Linked DNA regions of Zea mays: region 2 is linked to region 1. Evidence: chromatin contacts called from public Hi-C data. All regions are on one chromosome and are shown on one strand. Each heading gives the region's core, a stretch centred on a gene start, on an enhancer-like site or on the middle of the called end of the contact. The rest is flanking DNA. Distances are from core to core; before and after follow the strand shown.

Region 1 (6,692 bases), core at 2,736-5,235:
TAATGATGCTAACAAAAAAATAACAATTAGTATTTTGCATATCATTGTATCGTTCATTCATATTTCAAATAAATTAGAACGGCGTTGAAATACAGGAACTGGGCAGAATGCTGAAGGGCATTGTAAGGATTTAAGCTCTTTAGAGGGTGTTTGGTTTCCATGGACTAATTTTTAGTCACTTTATTTTATTCGATTTTAGTTACTAAACTGCCAAATACGGAAAACTAAAATACAGTTTTAGTTTGTGTATTTAGCAATTTAGTGACTAAAAGAAAATAAATGGAAGGGCTAAAATTTAGACCATAGAAACAAAACACCCCATTATAATAGGTTAGGGATGTGTGTTCAATAATTTATTTTTCTCTTGTTACTACTGTGCCATTAGATTTCTATAAAAGAAGTATCTGTCTATAGTCATGCTTTCAATTTTATAATGCCTTTTAAACAATTTGGCAATGCTACTCTGCGCTGTCTGTTCAAATTTCAATTATGGTCAAACGAGTAGTGTTTTCAAATTTCATTCAATTCCACAGGTGATATTCAACACTACTTTTGTATTCTAAAAAGTCAAGTACCAAATGCAGGACAAGTGCAGTGACAATTATGGATCGCTGCTCTGCTTAAGCGCCATGAACTGCCCTGTGCATCATCAACTATTTTTGTTATTTATTTATTTTGGTTTGGGTGGGATTTATTTAAAAATTGCGATATCAAAGCCTCATAAGACTTATCAAACCAGAAACCCATAAGTTCTTTTTATTAAGAGGAGAGCAAGCGTGTATCAATTGTTAAATCAAATCTCCTGATAAGTGTAAAACTTCATAGCAACATACGTATATACCTATAAGATGCAAAATGGAATATAAACTATTGTGTTCTCAAAGCACCTCGTATTTCAGAGTAAATCTCCCTGCTTGCCCCCACTGCAGTCCACTGTACTCACGTTTTCTTTGCAAATCAAATGCAATCGCCAGCCAGATGTCGATTGCGGCAGTCAGGTCATCATCCCCGGCGCTGTTAGCGAGGTCATGCTGTAACCTTAGGAGGAGCGCTGATTCCAGCCCCTTCAAGCCTATCACGTCCCCACTCAGTAAGGCGTCTACATCCGCTTCCTTGGGCGGGCACCGCATGGCCTCGTCGTCTTTGTCATCGCCATCCTTCGCTAGCGCGAAGGGGTCGTCAGCCGCAAAGAAGGCAACCAAGGAGTTGCGATTCTGGCAGAGCTGGAGGCCCACCCGTCTCCGTTGTCGCCGTCCTCCGCTGGCGCGACTCCCCAGCAGCACGGGAGCCCAGAAGGTGGAGACGACCTTGGAGGAGTCCACCGAGCTTTGGATCTTGCTGGCCTGCGGGAGCGACGACGTGGACCACCGCACGGCGGAGGCGTGGGCTTGGATGGCTTGGACACAGTGTTCTCCTTGTCAACGACGGTGGAGGTGGTGCGGCTTGGGTGCGGTGTTCTCCTTCACGGCAATGGCGGAGGTGGTGCCCGTAGGCTGCCGTGGACGAGCACGGGGCTGGTCCTGCGTCAGGGAGCCCTCGTCCTTCCTCGGCGATTGGGGCAAGGTAGAGGAGGAGGTGGTGATTTGTGTGTCGAGAGACGAGCGAGGGATGCTCGTGGAGGGAAGGATCCAATCGGGGGTGCCGATGACGGAGGCAAAAGGCATGGCGCGCGTCGTGCGGGGGCAAAGGCCTGGTCGCGCTTGGCTGATCTCCGAGGCAAAGGGTGGGTCACGCTGCGCAGAGGCGGAGGCCTAGGTGTGAACTGCGTGCGGAAGGGTGCGGCGAAGGATTCGAAGGCGGACTAACGATGGAGTTGAGGAGATGTGGAGCAGTGGAGGGGGAGTGGGTGCTGCATGCGTGACATAGCGGTGGGCGAGGAAGGAGTTGAACGACATGAGGTCCATCTGTCAGATCGGAGGTGAGCAGAACCTGTGGCAGAACACGGTGCACGCGGTCTACATTAGAGTCTTATATAGTAGTAGTGATTTGTGTTTACAGCATACTGAATTTTGGCAGCGATTCCCAAATTGGCATAGTTGGATAGTCGGAAAGCTACAAAGATTAACATATGTATTTATCCCCATCCCTTTGCACTAAGTAAAACCTAATTTGATATACAATACACAAACAAACTTGAATGGGGTCTCTAGCTAGTCTGTGTACCACGATTAATTGAAATCATCCATATGGTCAGCACTTGGGTAGCAATCAGCGAACAACAATTTTGCCAGTGTCCATGTCGTGAAGAAAGGAGTGGAAAGTGGAAACACACATGCTCATCGAAAGGAAGGAAGGAAGGAAGGAAGAAAGAAAACAGACAGCCCAACATTGTAGTGAATACATACAGCCTGCTAGCGATAGAACAGGACTGAAGTGTGTAATGTGTTCATTCTATAGATCTACCAAAGCTCACAGCAGTTGATAGGGCGAAGCAATTAATAGCTCAGACTTGAAACTAGGACACCGTTGCCCGTTTTTGACGTCCTCACCTGGAGGGCTTGAGCGGTTGAGAGCGTATGATGGTATCCATACGTCCAGACTGCATGCGCTGATGGTATCCATACAGTGATACAGACATTCATGCTGCATTCATCAGGTTAACATACGCCACAATGACCATTTTCCGTTTCCCTTTTTCTATTTCGAAACACCAGCTGTTCCCGCGTGTTCCCATAGAGGGTAGGATAGGAGAAGAGTTGAGCAGGCCATGAAGTCGCGCTACGTATACACCCTCTCTTCCGATCCCCAGCCCAGATAAACTAACCGGTGGTTGAGCTCTTCGTCAAACGGGGATGGAGTTTTTATATGGGAGCAGAGGTACGTAGCGCGGTGTGCGAGAGCCGAGAGGAGGAGGATGCAGAGCTGGTGTGACGCCGGCCGCTCGCTAGCTGCCACCTCATGATTGGAGGCCCTGGATCGGTTGAACAAGTCACCAGAGAACTCAACTCTCAGCAGCCGCGCGAGAAGGATTGCGATGCCATAGCTGAACCCCCAATTGAATAATAATCGCGTGAGAGCACGATCGAAGGAGTCGCCAATGCAAAAGAAGAAGAAAAAACTATGGCTTCGTGTTGCGGTGGATGTATGGAACGCGTGATGTCTATTTCCATCCAAAGAATCTGCGGTTGGATTATTGGATCTGTGTCGAACACACCAAGCCGCTGCTAAGCAATATATATGACAGCGTCAAAAGGTTAATTTGACCCAGGCCAGGATATCATATCATAACATATCATATCTAGAATAGAAACTAGACTCACTCTACTAGAAGAAGAAGAAGAAGCAATGTAAAATTCTGAAGCTGGTAGCGACGTATATCGTTGATTCTTCACCAAGCAACCGAATACGACGACAAGTCACGACCTGAATTACCACGGCCTTTACTCCTGTCTCCTAGCCTGACGTGTCTGCCGAAATATCCGACGCCTCTAGCTAGATTCTTTTTTATCGGAGTAGGCGCGGGCAGAAGAATTCCGCCCGGCGCGCGTGTGCAGCTGTCAACGTTTAACCCCTCGATAGAAACGCGCGTGGGATGGATGGGGATCTGCCGGGCGGGCTCCGCCGTAGTCCGGGACGAGCGGCCACTGCACTGCCATGCACGCACGTCGCAGTTCCAGGGCACTGTTGCCGCGCGTGGGCATGACGGCGAACCGAGCTCTGCTGCTGGTTTGGTTCTCGACTCCAACCGAAACCACGCACCAACCACTCCAATGCATGATGATATGCGTACGTTAATAATTAATGCATATGCTACTTCTCATCTAATTCCCGAATCCCGAACGAACGATGACAGATGAGGGGACGACGACGATCCATCATCAAAGGCATGGATGGATGGATGGACATGGCGATAGTTGGGGAGACGTCGCCGTCGCACGCTCGTCCTCGTCTTCTCAAGAGAGCAGCTTGTCTGGCTGTCTCTCCTCTCCTCTTTGTTTAAGTTCGTCCCCCGCGCGCGGTCTCCACGCCTTGCTCAGCCTCAGCCCTCAGGCCTCAGCCAGCGTGCGCGCCCACAACCCCTCACGTCGTCCCCGCCAATCACACCGCACGAACCGAGGACGACGGGACACCACCGTCACCGCGACGTAGTAGTAGTACTACATGCATAGCATAGCCTCGTGGAGTCGTGGTAGTAGTAGTTTAGTTTTGCTCGCTTCCACACCGCACCGCCGTTCCCTTTTTTATATCCCGCGGATGCGCCTGCCTCTGCCTCGGGGTCGGGGGGGCAGCTGGTGACATCGGATTCGGATCAGGCCGAGAAGATCGAACTGCTCCGATCCGGCGCTTAATTTCTCTCTCTCTCTCTCGGGCTAGCTGCCCGGGCAAATGGACGCCGAGTGGAGCGGCGACGAGAGCAAGGCTGGCGCTGCGGGCGGAGTTTCGTCGGCTGATTGCCCAAGTTCGCCACCGCCGGTGTCGCCGGCGCCACCGTCCACGTCGCCAGCTGCTACCGGTGCCGGGAGGAGGCGGTCGGCGAACAAGCGGGTGGTCACCGTGCCGCTGGCGGACGTCAGTGGCCCACGGCCCAAGGGCGTCGGCGAGGGCAACACGCCGACGGACGCGTGGGCGTGGCGCAAGTACGGCCAGAAGCCCATCAAGGGCTCGCCTTTTCCGAGGTACACACGGGCCACGGCACGACGTAGAAGTCTAGTAGTAGAAGCAATCACTCATGCATCCATCCATGGACTGCCCCTAGTTCTCTTGTAGACTTTTGCTGATCTGGGTTTCGGTTTCGGCGTGCCCAGGGCTTACTACAGGTGCAGCAGCTCCAAGGGGTGCCCGGCCAGGAAGCAGGTGGAGCGGAGCAGGGCGGAGCCGGACAAGGTGATCGTCACGTACTCGTTCGAGCACAGCCACTCGGAGGCCATGGCGGCGGCGAGGGCGCAGAACCGCCAGGCCCCGAAGCCAAAGCCGGCCCAGCCACAGCCAGTCCCGCCGGAGTCCCCGTCATCCGGCAGCCACGACGTCGCTGCCGCTGCCACGGTCGTCTGCGCGCCTGCTGCGGCCGAGACCGAGGCCGGCGCGGCGGCCGTCGAGGTGCACGACGAGTTCAGGTGGCTCTACGACGGCGTGTCCGTCACCTCCTCGGCGTCCCCACCGGACGTCGAGGCGGCGGACGAGATGCTGTACGGGGCGATGTTCTTCGGCGCCCCGCCCGCGCCCCTCCCCGACGAGTTCGGCGACGTCGGCGGGCTGTTCGACGGAGAAGGGGGCGAGGAGGACGCCATGTTCGCGGGTCTCGGCGAGCTGCCCGAGTGCGCCATGGTGTTCCGGCGGCACGCCGGCGACGGGATTTCGGTGGCAGGCCGGGTGAAGTGAAGTGAATCCTGAATTGAAGGTCCTGACATGTGGGCCGGGGCAGGCCGGACTCCAATAAAAACCAGATAAACTCATGTAGAGCTCCTTGATCTATCTACTTTTGGCTTTTCTTCCGTTCCTCTTGTCATCACCTAGCTTTTCTTCTTTCATCCTTCTCTGATTGGTTGTTTATACACAAACACAGACACGGTAGCAGATAGAAAAACTTGGCATTTTTGCGTTTGCACAGAGTTGATTCGGTGGACATCAGGGGTGGGTTTGAGAAGGACACGCGGATTTTTTTTTTCTCTCAATGGTTTGGTTCAATCATTTTGTATTCCGCGCAAAGATTGGTACGTTCAACACGAGAGCTATGGAGAATTGAATAGTGTTTCAATCAATTCAAACCAACGTTGCCTAGCTGGCTAGCTAGGCCACTGCCGTGTCCTCGAACAGAATAGGGTTTTCTAAGGCATCTTCTCACAATATATATCAAAGTTGACATGTCATACAAAATTATATAAGATATAACTATCTCAATACATGGTATCATAGATTACTTTATATCCTCTATAGAATATTAAATACTAGTATATGTGAGAGTATAAGATGTGGGCCACTTGAATGGTTAAAGTTTCAATGCATATGATCTCGTGCTTAAGTGGTACTCCCTCAGTCCACATGAGTTTGTCGTTCCAGATTTATTCTAAGTCAACCACTATCAACTTTGACCAATTATACCAAATACTTTATAAAATTTTACAACATAAAAGTAAAATTACTAAATTCATCATGACTTGAACTATCATAATATGTAATTCTTTTACTTTAAAATAATTTAATCTTATATATATTATTGGTCAAAGTTTAAATAGTTTCATTTAAGACAAACCTAGAAAGACAAACTCATGTGGATGGAGGAAGTATCTCCCTTAAAATACAACCTTCTTCTCTTTTCTCTTAACTCTCTTGCCACATCATCGAAAATGCTTATGTGGCAATGTATTAAATGTGTATGATACTATGAATTGGGAATAGCATACCAATATTGTACTAACTTTTATGAATTTAGATATTTTCGTCTTTAATTCAATACATAAATATATGCGCACATATAAAATATTAGCTATTAGACTATTCTCAACTCATTATTTCTTGTCACAATATCCAAAGTTGTCATCTCATATGTTACTAGAGAAGATATAGTTGTCCCAATATATAGTATCATGTTATTTTGTAGTCCCCATAAGGTAATTAAACGCTAGATGCGTATAAGAGTATGAATTATGGGTCAGTTATATGATTCAGGTTACAATACCTATGATCTTGTGCTTAAGTCATATCCCCCTCAAGATACTGCTTTATTGTTTTTCTCTTTAGTCACATGTCACATC
Region 2 (6,692 bases), core at 3,037-5,536, 170 kb after region 1:
TCTACACTGTCGCAAAACGGGAAGGAGATCAAGAACGTCAGGCCAAGCTTCTCGCAAGGAGGAGATCAAGAAACCCGGCCTAGGGCAATCCGGTCGCAAGTCGCGACGACGGAATCATGGGTGTTCTTGGCACCCTTGCTAGAAATCTGGACGCCCTTGTTGGGTAAGTGCGTGGAATGTTTATGTCTCAATACCAAGTCCTGGAAACATTTGGGTGTCCCAAAGCCTACTGGCCTTGTTCTCTTCTTTGGTTCATATGAACTCTGACCGTCTCCATAATTCTTTTCTGCACCGGATCAGGCCAGGGATCATGCTACTCTATCCTCTGTAAGTAGCAATCCACTCCTTGCTCAGACAGAATCTATCTCCACAGTAGCGTGTTTTGAGTTTTTTTTTTCGCCCCTCCAAATTAACAGCTACGCGTCCATGCGCGCCATAGAGAGCCCTTCTTCCCTGGACGATCAGCAGTGGCTCACCTACTGGGTCCTGTATTCCCTGATCGCCCTCTTCGAGCTCTCATGCTGGAAAGTCCTGCAGTGGTAAGATCCATTTCTTCTTCGAGGACATATCTGGTGCACATGTAAGATTGGTGCACATGGTGCACATATTAAATCATCACCACTTATTTTAGATCTAACGTTTCTAGTTGATCATTCAATTTGTAAATAACACCTTCCACCACTACACACCACCACGTTGGAGGGTGTTTTTAGCAAAATATACCAAACAACTAGAGACGTTAGATCTAAAATAAGTGGTGATGATTTAATATGTGCACCATGTGCACCAATCTTCCATGTGCATTAGATATGTTCTCTTCTTCTTCCGGTAGACACGCCCGCGCGCTGGCAGAGCGAGCCCCCAAGAATTCATCGGCCGTTTTTTTTTTTACTTGTCAGGTTTCCGCCGTGGCCGTACATGAAGCTGCTGTTCTGCTGCTGGCTGGTGCTGCCCATCTTCAACGGCGCGGCCTACATCTACGAGGCGCACGTCCGGCGCTACTTCAAGATCGGCAGCTACGTGAGCCCCAGCTACAGCGAGCGCCACCGCCGGGTGCTGCAGATGACGAGCCTTGACGCGCGCAGGTCCGTCGAGCGCTTCATCGACACGCACGGGCCCGACGCGCTCGACAGGATCATCCGAGCTGTGAGTTCTTTCTTCTTCGTCGTCTTAGCTACGCGCCTTGTTTTTTTTTTTTTTGGGTTTCCCTGACGGAGAAGCATTTGAAACTGGTGCAGGCTGAACAGGAAGCCAAGAGGGCATAGCAGCTTAGCGTGCGCTGTGACTTAAGGGATTCAGTCCATAGGGCTTCAGAATTCAGATGGGGTGAAGGCGAAGCAATGCGAATGGATAACCGAAGCAGCCTGATGCCTGGCTCGTGTGATTACTTTGTGCAGTGCAGACATGGTACGCGTGCGTGTTTGTTTGATCATTACGTCTGGCCTTGCCAACACTTCAAGAAAAGAATCAAAAGATGGCATGGGGCCATGAGAGAGAGAGCATGGTTTGAATGAAGCTGCAAATCTGGTGGTGTACTTGTGGAATCTTTCGCGGAATTCAGGTGTGCATGAGAATTGAAAACGAAAAAAAAAGTGATTCGATCGGATATTTTCTAAGTACCCGATGCAAATGTATGAAAGCATGAAAAATTACAGATAAGGCGCGAGCTTGTACACAGGAAAGAATTGCACGGCTACCTCCTCTTGGAGCCCTGTTTAATATTGCAGCCTTTGCGCAGTGGTGGGTGGATTATATCATATATTTTTATGTTTATATTTATGGAGGGATGAGAATCAGAATCAGATGGAGGCGAGCGTGCTGATGTCCATCGGGTAGACGTCGTTGGGCGACTCGGCGCGGTAGGACCGGCGGCCGACGATGATGTTGGCCGCCTCCGACGGGTGGAAGGCGTCCCAGAAGATGTGCTGGTCCCTGTTGGCGCACGGCGCCTGGTACGGCAGGCACGTCACCTGCCCGTTGTTCCTGCCCACCCCGCAGCACCCGGCGTTGGTCACCGTGAACCCTGCATGCGCACGCGCGCCACGTAGGATCAGATGAAGGCGATCGATCGTTCGTCGTCGTCGTCCGATCCAGTTATAGACCATCATATCGCTACTACCTACCGTAGGAGGCGGCGTTGGCGAGGATGTCGTCGAAGATGTTGTATGCGTTGATGAAGGTGAAGTGCGCGCCTGGGAGCGCGTTGAACTCGTCGACGAGGCCGACGAGGCGGCGGTTGAACATCTGGATGGCGTCGTCGATGCGGTCGACGCAGGTGACGCCGTCGGCGCTGTAGCGGGCCAGCTCGTTGGGGCTGCACCCGACCTGGCCGACCCCGATCATCACCACCTTGCGCGCGCCGTAGTTGTACAGCACCCGCAGGTGGCGGCGGTAGTCGGCGATGAGCGAGTCGGCGAACTGCTCCGGGGTGTACCGGCTGCCCGTGTTGTAGAAGGCCGGCATGAAGTAGTTGTTGAGGTAGTCGTTGCTGCCCATGCCCACGCTGAAGATGCACCGGCTCAGGTGGTCCGACGCCGTGTCCTGGTCGCCCAGGATGCTCACCAGCGTCTGCACCGCCGTCTGGTAGTTCTGCACCTGCCCCGCGAACGGGATCCGCCCGCCCTGCATTCATTCGGTAGCATCGTCTGGCTATAGCTCAGCTCGTAGTGTTGGCAGTGATATGGTATGGATATGTGTATACATACCAGCTGCTGGCCGGTCTCGGCGCGGATGCCGGCGGCGGCGGAGGCGAAGTTGGCGCCGCCCAGGAGCTGGTCCGCGCTCGTTGCGGCGAACGGCGGGATGAAGTTGTCGAAACCCAGAAGTTGAGCTGTTGTGCAAATTGCGCACGGTGAGAAAACTAAACACGTACGCGCACCTGTCGTCCTGGTCGATCGAATTGAAGTTGTCGAAACACGTACGTCGTCTGCTTATTATTCAGGCACGAGTGGCTCGTGCAGGGTTTTCTAATAGTAGCAAGCATAACTGAACGTATAGTAGGCGGTGGTGTGCTCATGCATGGGAGTAGAGATGGCAATGGGTACCCGCGACCCGATACCCGATGGGTATTTACTCCATTAGGGTATGTATGTGGGCTAAATATTCTACCCGTGGGTCTGTTATTGGGCAAAAATCTTCACCCAATGGGTAAACGGGTATTATAACGTTCCACCTTCACCCATACCCGTTAACCCGTGGGTATAAAATACCCAATATAAACTTAGCCCAAGCATGAACTTAGACTTTAGTCATCCATCTTTTTTACTATTTAATAATCTTTTAGGTCATTATGTCATAGAAGGCTTAACGACAATTTAATGACCATGTAATGGAACATGTAATTCACCCAATGTGTGTTGAATGGATGGTTAAATGATGCTAGAAATTTTGTAATGGTATTTAGATGGATATACTTGATATTTGTATAATATAATATTTTGATAGATGTTTAATTTTTGTGGGTACGGGTGACCCGATGTGTGACCCATACCCACGTGGGTATGGGTATGGGGGTAAATCCATACCCACCAGTGTATATGGGTGACCCGGTGGGGTTATTTTTTTGTCGTGGGTATGGGTATGGGGTAGTAATACCCGGTGGGTATTTACCCATTGCCATCTCTACATGGGAGTGGATCTCTCCATGCATGTCACCATCTCTATCCTGGCTCCTGTACAGATCTACCTGCGTACGTGTCTCTATCCACCGACGCGCGTACGTACGTAACGTACTACGTATTAATAAATCCCAGGTCGGTCTACCTGCTCGATCGAGCTCGACCACGCATGCACACCGCCGCCGGCCTAGCAGCTGGCTATTAGCTGCTTACCGATGACATCGACGGTGGTGAGTCCGTTGGTGAAGCGCCCCGACGGGCCGGCGGCGAAGTCGATGCCGTAGGGCGGGTAGTTGGCGCGCGCCAGCGACACGATGTAGTTGTTGTTGCCGTTGTCCACCAGCGAGTCGCCGAAGATGAAGTAGCACGGCACCTGCGGGTCGCACCGCGCCACCGCCGCCAGCAGCGCCCAGCTCACGGCCGCCACCAGCAGGCACAGGCACAGCCGCCGCCTTTGCCTCGCCTCCTCCATGGCGCGCACGCGCGGGCCGGCGCCAATGCTGTCTGGCTAGCGACTGCTGCGAGCGAGCGAGCGTGCTGGCCGACTTGCTAGCTACTAGTAGCTACTACTACCTGCTCTCGTGGACGGGAACTTAAGCAGAAAAGGAGAGAGAGGGAAAAAGAGATATCGGCGGACCAATGGCGGGCGGCCAACGTCTGCTCCGTCCCTGCGAGTCACGCGGCAGTATATATAGGCAGCAGGAGCAGGGCGAGGACGGCGGCAGCGCGGTGGTGCAGTGTGCAGGGAATCCAGGGATGGAGGAGCTAGCGTAGCGAGTGCACGCACAGTCGCCGCCTGCACTGCACATAAGTGGCATGCAGCGCAGTGTCCAGCCGGCGTGGGCCGGGCGCGCGCTCCACACCGATCGAGCTCAAGTTGGAAGCGGAAGCTCTGGGAGCCGCCGCGCATTCAATTGCGGAAACGTGGCCATGTCGTTCCGCTGCCAGTGGATGTGCGCTCCCTCATCAGTCATCCCTGCTGCATGCCCTGGTCCGAGCCGAGGGACCCGATTACCGACGACGGTGGCGGAACTCAACTTTACTACCGGCCGGCCGGGGTTAGAACTTAGACGTACGGATCTAGTCACTTCATTGAATTCCCCAGGCCAGGCCAGGCCAGGACACGGCCACGTACGCCCAATGCAAGGCTGATGATCCCAGTGAAAGACACACAAGTATACCACGCAAAAGAAACAAAAAGGCTTTCTACCGACAGAAAGCAGCGCAGCGCATCTCGGGCGATGTACCACGCAACGCAAGTGCGTCGAGAGAGGCACGGCGAGGGTATCTCCATTAATGTCGGTAGGAGGAAGGAGGTACTAACGACGTCAGAAGAGAGCTCAAGCTCCTTCAAGCCGAAACGCCGACGGTACAGCAGCCCCACCCCTCTCCGAAAAGAAAAGAAAAAAAAAGAACCATTTTTTCTGTGCCCGACGCAGCCTGGCCCCGGCCCCACCTGATCCAGTGAGCTGGCCGGCATTCCGCGCCGCCCAGAGCGAGCTCCAGCCTCCAGCCTACAGGCGCACATGACGCGCGGGCGCGGGGGGAACCTGCCGCGGCGGCGCTTTACTCCTCCCAACCGCGGGGGCCACCCGCGCACGTCCCAGCCCTAACCCTCTCGCTGAGTTGCTGTGCACGCGCACGCACTCTACAGCATTCTGACTAACTAAACAACAGACGCCCTTGCCCTTCCCTTCCTAGCGAGCATGGCGACACGGCCATTTCGGTGATCCAAGGACGCGTGTTTAAACGCCTATAGTCGTGAGAACAAGGAGGAGGGCTGCGAACTCGCAAGGAAGGTTCACCGGGCGTCGGGCGATCTGCGTGCGCGCCTAGCTAGGCGCGCAGCCAGCCAGGTGTGCATGCATGATTCGGTTTGGGTCACGGAATTTACGACCGCGCGTGCCAGGCTCTTCCAGTCCACGGGCAAAAATCAGAGCGCATTCCGCCGGCCTAGCTGCCGCTGGTCCATGCCAGCCTCGGCGACGTCTGGTAGCATCGACTTCTCAGAATACGAGCACAATCCATGTACTGCGTATATATAGGTAGGGTATTGGGAGACACCAGGACTACACCGTAGATACTACGTCCTGATTTTTTTTCCCTTCAATAAATAAAACGCTACATCCTGCTGCTACCGCAGCATTATGGAAGTCATGCTGTACACCGACGGATGTATACTGCAGCGGTCGTGCATTTTTTTTTGGTGGGAGGTAATGTACCGACAGCGACAGAGAAGTATCCAGGTTACACCAGTGGGGATTAAATCTCCTCCTAGTCATAAATCACAGAGGGGATTTAACTCATCCATCGGTTTTCTCGGCGGACAACATGATTAGATCCTAATAATACAACCCGATCAGCAGTTACGAACCTTGCTCCATGAATACCTCGCAGCTAGCTAGCTTCAAACTGCCAAGCTGTAGCTGGAGTAAAAAAAAATCAAATGACAAATGCAACGAAAAAAAGTCCAGTTGTTTAAACTTTTTTGCTTCAACAAAAAAAAGCAGATCTAAAGGGAATCCAATCCGTCAATAAATGCATCGAGTTGGTGAGCACATTAGCCTCAAATGTAGGTAAAAGACGTACAGTACATGGAGTCGACCGGTCCAGCTCCATCCTATGGGAAAATGGCGTACGGCCAGAGCACCCTCAATGCGTTTTTTAAAGCCGAAACAAGCTGCATTCATGTACAGGCGCACGGATCGGAACATGGGTTTGGTGCTGTTTTGCCTTGACTTCCCCCCCGTTCGTACCGATCAAACAGTCCCCCAGCAATTGGCGATCCAGAAAGGGCTTTAGCCACAAGACATTTTCATCACGAGCACAGCGCATCTGTATCAACCACTACATCGGCTCTTCGCCGTACTCCATTTAGTTCTGTACCGATGCATCTTAAGAATGTCCAGCCAAGGTAGTTTGGAACAACTAAGATCCAATCTAAAGTAGTTTCAGATGTACAGCGCGCATGCATTCATGGAACCTATAAGCCAAACTTTCATGGATTTTGCTAGCGAAAGTGTGATGCGTCGGCAAAGCAACCACTGCCATTTCAAGTCATCATCTCAATTTTCA

Evidence for each region. A called contact is a pair of places that touch in the nucleus more often than the background predicts.
Region 2: a contact with region 1 is called in a Hi-C map of ear, with 1.5 times the contacts expected there. The contact joins the promoter of LOC100283607 here to the promoter of LOC100194255 in region 1. A contact is called at or near these places in 4 of 25 Hi-C or Micro-C datasets (ear, endosperm and leaf).

The regions. Positions count from the first base shown.
Region 1 is chr3:206,255,239-206,261,930 of Zm-B73-REFERENCE-NAM-5.0, forward strand. LOC100194255 reads left to right here and starts at 3,986. Exons shown (of 2, transcript NM_001139296.1): 1 at 3,986-4,616; 2 at 4,746-5,530. The coding sequence starts at 4,327. The coding sequence ends at 5,319.
Region 2 is chr3:206,429,562-206,436,253 of Zm-B73-REFERENCE-NAM-5.0, forward strand. It overlaps LOC100283607 (anther-specific proline-rich protein APG), which reads right to left and starts at 4,287. Exons shown (of 4, transcript NM_001156508.2): 1 at 3,831-4,287; 2 at 2,706-2,830; 3 at 2,124-2,622; 4 at 1,490-2,023. The coding sequence starts at 4,089. The coding sequence ends at 1,800. It overlaps LOC103651242 (HVA22-like protein f), which reads left to right. Exons shown (of 5, transcript XM_020550483.3): 1 at 1-163; 2 at 301-327; 3 at 417-539; 4 at 900-1,146; 5 at 1,239-1,759. The coding sequence starts at 117. The coding sequence ends at 1,265. It also overlaps a transcript of LOC100277713 not described here.